Regions from separate parts of the Pan troglodytes genome. Here region 1 is linked to region 2. The links are chromatin contacts, called in public HiChIP or PLAC-seq maps. All regions are on one chromosome and are shown on one strand. The core of a region is the stretch at or near the end of the contact, and the rest is flanking DNA. Distances in the headings are between cores, read along the strand shown. Region 1 holds the start of ZSCAN25 (zinc finger and SCAN domain containing 25). Region 2 holds the start of ZNF789 (zinc finger protein 789).

The links. HiChIP or PLAC-seq counts read pairs in DNA pulled down with a chosen protein or histone mark.
Region 1: a contact with region 2 is called in an H3K4me3 HiChIP or PLAC-seq map of stem cell-derived excitatory neurons, with 2.2 times the contacts expected there. The contact joins the promoter of ZSCAN25 here to the promoter of ZNF789 in region 2. A contact is called at or near these places in 1 of 7 Hi-C or Micro-C datasets (stem cell-derived neural progenitor cells) and 1 of 1 datasets of contacts at active chromatin or transcription factors (stem cell-derived excitatory neurons).

The regions. Positions count from the first base shown.
Region 1 is chr6:109,016,400-109,019,749 of NHGRI_mPanTro3-v2.0_pri, forward strand. ZSCAN25 (zinc finger and SCAN domain containing 25) reads left to right here and starts at 1,404. Exons shown (of 9, transcript XR_008536482.2): 1 at 1,404-1,493; 2 at 3,006-3,132.
Region 2 is chr6:108,871,130-108,874,748 of NHGRI_mPanTro3-v2.0_pri, forward strand. ZNF789 (zinc finger protein 789) reads left to right here and starts at 1,651. Exons shown (of 4, transcript XM_009453702.5): 1 at 1,651-1,897. It overlaps LOC134810470 (a long non-coding RNA gene), which reads right to left and starts at 623. Exons shown (of 3, transcript XR_010158626.1): 1 at 383-623.

The sequences.
Region 1 (3,350 bases), core at 154-2,653, 150 kb after region 2:
ATAGAAATTCTAGAAATGGAAAAAATATATTAATTAAAACAAAAATATGGGTGGCCAAGTGGGGAGGATTGCTCGAGCCCAGGAGTTTAAGACTAGCCTGGGCAACATAGTGAGACCCTGTCCTTACAAAACATTTTTTAAAGATTAGCTGGGTGTGGTGGCTCATGCCTGTAGTCCCAGCTATTTGGGAAGCTGAGGTGGATTGCTTGAACCCAGGAGTTGGAAGCTGTAGTGAGCTATGATAGCACCGCTGTACTCCAGCCTAGGTGACACAGCAAGACCTCGTCTCTTAAAAAACAAACAAAACAAAACAAAAAAACAACAACTGTGGATTTTGTAGCACATTAGAAACAGCTGAAAAGTGGATTATTAATAAAAAGGTGAAGACATAAACCCAAGTCAAATATGGGCAGACAAGAAAAATATGAAAGTGGGACAGAGACATGGAGGATAAAGTGAGATGGTCTAACACCTATGTTATATTCTAGGAGTTCATTTACTCTATAAGTGTATATTTTTAGCAAATATTGTACCAGACACTTTGCAAAGTGCTGGAGAAGAGTAAGACAAGAGGGTTTCCTGTTTCCTGAGTGGATTCTGGAGTAACACTGGGCCACCCAGTTGAGACAGACTGCCTTCAGGCTGGACGCGGTGGCTTGCGCCTGCAATCCCAGCACTTTGGGAGGCCAAGGGGGGAAGATCGCTTGAGTCCAGAAGTTGGAGACCAGATTGGGCAACATAGAGAGACCCCCCTCTCTGCAAAAAATTGAAAAAAAGTCCCAGCTACCCAGGAGACTGAGGTGGGAGGATTGCTTGAACTCAGGGCTTCGAGGTTGCAGTGAGCTATGATCTCACCACTGCGCTCCATCCTGGGAGACAGAACGAGACTTCTCTCTCTCTTTCTCAAAAAACAAAAACAAACAAACAAACCCCCCCCACAAAAAACAGCTCCGATGCTGGCTCCTCCAGGAAGCCTTCCCTGACTACACATACACACACGCACGCACACTACCCGGGGTCAGGAGCCTCTTAAGTGAGCCGGTTAGATCCAGTGCGCCCCCTATCTCCTCTGCCCCTACGCCTCGCGCAAGGCCCTCGCGGCCGGAATAGTCGCGCATTGACCGACTGGACTCTAAAGCCCCTTGGGGCAGGTGCTGTGTCCAGTAGTGTATCTGGCGATGCACCGAGTCCTTTCCACGGAGGGCAAGCAGGTGAAATGGCACGGAAGTGGAAGGGGCCTAGCCACAGAGCGCCTCGAGCTGGGCAGTCAATCCTGGGGAAGCCCTGGTCGTCTTCGCCTCGCCGGGTTCGGAACAGCAGGCTGGGATCAGCAACCATCGAGACGCATCCGCCGAGACCTCCGAGCATCCTAGAGAGGACACGGAAGCGAGTCTTTCCTTACGCACCTGTCTGACAGCGTCCGCAGCTCACTTCCGGACCGCGGAGAGCACTGGCGACCCTAGCGGGTGAGAGGCCCTTCAGGGCCGCGGCGGGTGAGAGTCTCTTCAGGGCCGCAGCGGGTGGCGGGCGAAGTGGTAAACGGGCGCGGGGACGGGTTTTGGTGCCGCTACGGGGCTCGGCGGCAGCGGGGTTGCAGTAGAGCCCGTCTCCCTCCGCTCAGCCCCGGGTGAGGGCGGCAAGTCTCTCAGGAGCTGCCTTCAGCGGCCCCGAGGCCCTGCGGGTCTGGATGCTGAGGGGCCGCCGCGCTGTAGGCTCAGGTAGGAGCGAGGCTGATCCCGCTCTGCCAGGCTTGGCTTAGTGCAGGGCTGGCCACGAACCCGAAGAGATCTTGAACCAAAGCAGAACTCTGTGCAAAGTGAAAGTAATCACATAGGACACTCATTTAAAGAATAGTGATGAGCCAGCCTGGTCAACATAGCGAAACCCTGTCTCTACAAAAATTGAAAAGTAGCCGGGCGTGGTGGTACGCGCCTGAGGTCCCAGCTACTCGGGAGGCTGAGGCAGGAGGATCGCCTGAGCCCAGGAGTTCAAGGTTGCACTGACTTACATTCATGCCACTGCACTCCAGCCTGGGCAACATGGGGAGACCCTGTCTCTACAAAAATAAATAATTAGCTGGTCATGGTGGCACTCGCCAGTAGTCCCAGCTACTCGGGAGGCTGAGGTGGGAGGATCGCTTGATCCTAGGAGGCAAAGGCTGCAGTGATCGCACCACTGGTCTCCAGCTGGGGTGATAAAACCCTGAGATCCTGTCTCAGAAACAAAACAAAAGAGTCACAATGGGTGGGGGGAGATAAAGAATAGCAATGGGGCAATTTCTATTTGTCAAATGGCAGAGATAAAAGATGAATGAGGATCTTTCTTGCCTCCAGGGAATCTGTTAGAGGGAGACACATGGGTAAACATTTGCACTGTAGTGCATTAAATGCACTAGTGGAGTGAACCAATGCAATAGCTAGAAAAGAATGAAAGAGAAATCTCAATGTTGCAGAGTCAATGAATAGACTGAAAATATAAACTTGGTTTAAGTGGGGGTAGATAAATACAGAAACTCACAATAGAATATTTAGCAGAAGCTTTGGGGTGTGCCTCCTGCTAGCTGCCCATTCTCTGCTCCAGTCAGGTGATCTTTCCGTTTTCTGACAAGCATGATCTCCTTCCCCTGGTGCTTTGGACTTCCAAGTCTGTCTTCCCAGTCTAGGTCTTCCGCATAATCCACTTGGAGGTAAATAGGACTCATTCTCCAGTCTACTTCAAGCCTCTTCTTTTCCTTGAGTACTTGGACTTAGATTAGTTTTCTCTCTTTTTGACTTCACATTTTTTTTTTTCAATCTGTACCATGTATTTTGGGAGGCAGTTATCATCCAGTCTCTTTTTTTTTCCTTCTGAGAAGTAGGAGGAGTAGCACTCATCCTACAGAAGTGTTTTAAGTATTAAATGAAATATGTGTTCACATGCTTTCTAAAGAGTAAAGCCTGTACAAGTTAGAAATCTTTAGGTCATTTGTCATAATGGTATATATGTTGCTCCATTGTCTTTTTCAGGTTGAGCGCACCATCACGTCTAAGCCATCAGCAAGTTTGTTGGTTTTAATCTCCAAAATACGTCTTGATTTTGTCTGACTCTTTGCCACCACCCTGATCTAAGCCCTTATCATCTGCTTGAATCACTGTAAGTGCCATTTCTCTCTTGCCACCTCTAGCCTATTCCCTGTCAACACACAGGCAGAATGACTTTTATAAAACATGTAGTTCCTCGCTAAAGTAAGAAATAAGAATAAAGTTCATAATTCTTTCTGTGGCGCAGGCTCTGGGTGATCTGGTTTCTCTCTGCCTCTGCCACCTCTTCTGGTGCAGCTCTGCTCGTCACTGCTGAAGCCACACTGGGAT
Region 2 (3,619 bases), core at 401-2,900:
CACACATATGTTTATTGCAACACTATTTACAATAGCAAAGACATGGAACCAACCCAAATGCCCATCAGTGGTAGACTGGATAAAGAAAATGTGGTACAAATACACCATGGAATACTAAGCAGCCATAAAAAGGAATGAGATCCTGTCCTTTGCAGGGACATGGATGAAGCTGGTTGCCATCAGCCTCAGCAAACTAACACAGGAACAGAAAACCAAACACAGCATGTTCTCATTCCTAAGTGGGAATTGAATATTGAGAACGCATGGACACAGAGAGGGGAACAACACACACCTGGGCCTTTTGGGGAGTCGGGGGTAAGGGGAGGGAACTTAGAGGATGGGTCAATAGGTGCAGCAAACCACCATGGCACATGTAACAAACCTGCACGTTCTGCACGTGTATCCTGTTTGTTTTGTTTTGTTTAGAAGAAATAAAAAACAAACAAACAAAACTTGGGAGGCCAAGGCAGGCGGATCACTTGAGGTCAGGAGTTCGAGACCAGCCTGGCCAAAATGGTGAAACCCCGTCTCTACTAAAAACACACACACACACAAAATTAGCCGGGAGTGGTAGCGGGTGCCTGTAGTCCCAGCTACTCAGGAGGCTGACGCAGGAGAATGGCGTGAACCCGGGAGGCGGAGCTTGCAGTGAGCCGAGACTGCGCCACTGCACTCCAGCCTGGGCGAGAGCGAGACTGTCTCAAAAAAAAAAGAAAAAAAATTAACTCCTTACTCACATTAAAACTGTATTTTGGGGGTAATTTACATAAGCCACACAATTATCCTTTTAATTAAGATCTAATATTCTTTTTTTTTTTTTTTGAGACAGAGTCTCGCTCTGTCGCCAGTCTGGAGTGCAGTGGTGGGATCTCGGCTCACTGCAATCTCCGCCTCCCGAGTTCAAGTGATTCTCCTGCCTCAGCCTCCCGAGTAGCTGGCACTACAGGCACGCCGCCACCATGCCCAGCTAATTTTTTTTTTTTTTTTTTTTTTTTTTTTGAGACGGAGTCTCGCTCTGTCACCCAGGCTGGAGTGCGGTGGCGCAATCGGCTCACCGCAACCTCCGCCTCCCGGGTTCAAGCGCTTCTCCTGCCTCAGCCTCCCGAGTAGCCGGGGTTATAGGCAGGCACCACCATGCCCGGCTAATTTTATTTGTATTTTTAGTAGAGACGGGTTTCTCCATTGTTGGTCAGGCTGGTCTCGAACTCCCGACCTCAGGTGATCCACCCGCCTCGGCCTCCCAGAGTGCTGGGATTACAGGCGTGAGCCACCGCGCCCGGCATTTTTTTTGTATTTTTAGTAGAGAAGGGGTTTCACCATGTTGGCCAGGATGATCTAAATCTCTTGACCTGATCCGCCGGCCTCTGCCTCCCAAAGTGCTGGGATTACAGGCGTAAGTCACCGCGCCTGGCCCATTTTTCTTCTTTTATCTGATAACCTTACTCCCCTCCACAAACACACAGCCAAAGAAACGAATTGCGTCGCTCTTGAATCATAGAATAATTCTAAATTATGTTAAAACAGGAGGGGCGGGGCCCTGTGCATCACGTGACTCTCTCGGTGCTGTCTCCGGCCGTTGATTGGCCTGGGCGGGGAGGGCGGCCGTTGATTGGTTCGGGCCCACTCGCGCGGGCGCCACTCTCTTTGTCTGACAAGAGAGTCGTGAAGCCTCCGCGGTCCTAGAGGGGCCGCTGGCTGGGACGCTTCGCTCGGCGCGCGCAGGTGGAGCCAGCGAGAGGCTCTGAGGCTGCCAGAGTGGTTGTGTCTGTTGCTCCGGTAAGGGGTGATTCGCCGAGGGGCGCGGACCAGACAGACCTCGGGTCAGGCCCGGGAACCCCGAGAGGAGAGCCCAGCCCCTGGTGGAGGCGGCTTGGCGGAGATTCGGAGCCGTCAGCAGGTTTGGGGAGAAGGAAACGAGTGTTGTGGGGGGCGTGGGTGCGGGGGGGAGGCCACTGCGCACACCCCCGGCTCGCAGGGGACGCTCCGGGCTTGTGCGGCGGCTCTCGGGGCCTGTGGCACCAGCTTTTGAGTATTTTTGGCGGTGTCAAGTCTTCGGCAGCGAGAGGAGCAAAGTCCGAAGAATGAATGGCTGGTGAACGCCTGGACTTGGTTTTGTTAGAGTGGGAGATGAGCCGTGGTTGTTAGTGCAAGGTGTTCACGTGATTGTGAAGCGGCATTTTGGATTTTGTCAAAAGTTAACAGTCCCTTCCAGTTAAAGTTTTAAGAGTTTATTGTGCATGCAGAGGAACAGCTGGCAGATTGTTCCAATGGCAGCTTGGAAAGCTAAATGAGGAAGTGCAGTGATCTTGATTGTAATTGGCCATTATCAACTTGCATTCCTTCTAGGGTAAGTCGAGCTGGATCAGCCTTGCATCTGTAGCTGATTGGTTCAGTTTATCATGCGGACGAGAAAAAAGCTTCTTTCCTGGTCAGCGCACACTTTTCAGGGAAATAAGGAATTGTTGTTGCTGTTGTGTTTGAGACGAAGTGTTACTCTGTTGCCCAATTTGGAGTACAATGGGCCAATCTCGACTCACTGCAACCTCCAACTCCCGGGTTCAAGCGATTCTCCTGCCTCAGCCTCCCGAGTAGCGGCGACTACAGGCACGCGCCACCATGCCCGGCTAATTTTTGTATTTTTAGTAGAGACTGGGTTTCACTATGTTGGCCAGGCTGGTCTTGAACTCCTGACCTCGTGATCCGCCCGCCTCGGCCTCCCAAAGTGCTGGGATTTACAGGCGTGAGCCACCGCGCCCGGCCTGTTGTTTTTAAGAGAGACAGGGTCTCGCTCTGTCACCCAGGGTGGAGTGTAGTGGTGCCATCATAGCTCATTGCAGTCTCCAACTCCTGAACTCAAGGGAGAAATCAATGTATTTTAAATGCCTTACGTGGCTGTGGGTGGTTGGCCTAGGGCCGTACCCAAAACATGGACTCCATTTAATTTTTCATTAGCAAGTCTGACATTCAGATGCACAGCCTTCACAAACACATTCAGTAAATATAGTGCAGGGGTGTCCAATCTCTTGGCTTCCCTGGGCCACATTGGAAGAAGAATTGTCGTGGACTACACATAAAATACACAAACACTAAAAATAGCTCATGAGCTAAAAAAAAATCGCAAAACAATTTCATAAGGTTTTAAGAAAGTTTACGAATTTGTGTTGGGTTGGATTCAAAGTCGTCCCGGGCCATATGCGGTCCACAGGCTGAGGTTTGGACAAGTTTGGTGTAGAGAATGAAAGGGATGAGGCCTTTGCTCCAGCCTTGGAGCCATTGATCAGGATAGTTTTTAGAGTGTACCTCTTTGCTTAAAAGGCAGAGGGTCCACCCTGGGCAACATAGCAAGGCCCCACCTACAAAAGAACTACAAACAACTGGGCGTGGTGGTGCACTCTTGCAGTCCCATCTACTTAGGAGACTGAGGCAGGAGCATTGCTTAAGCCCAGGAGTTGGAAGCTACAGTGAGCCATGATTACACCACTGCACTCCAGCCTGGGTGATAGAGGGAGACTCCTCAAAAAAAAAAAAAAAAAAAGGCAAAGGGTCTTCTAAACTGTTTTCAGGGAAGGTGAACTGTGTTTGAGGGGCATCCATTAAAATGAAAGTGAATTTCATTAAA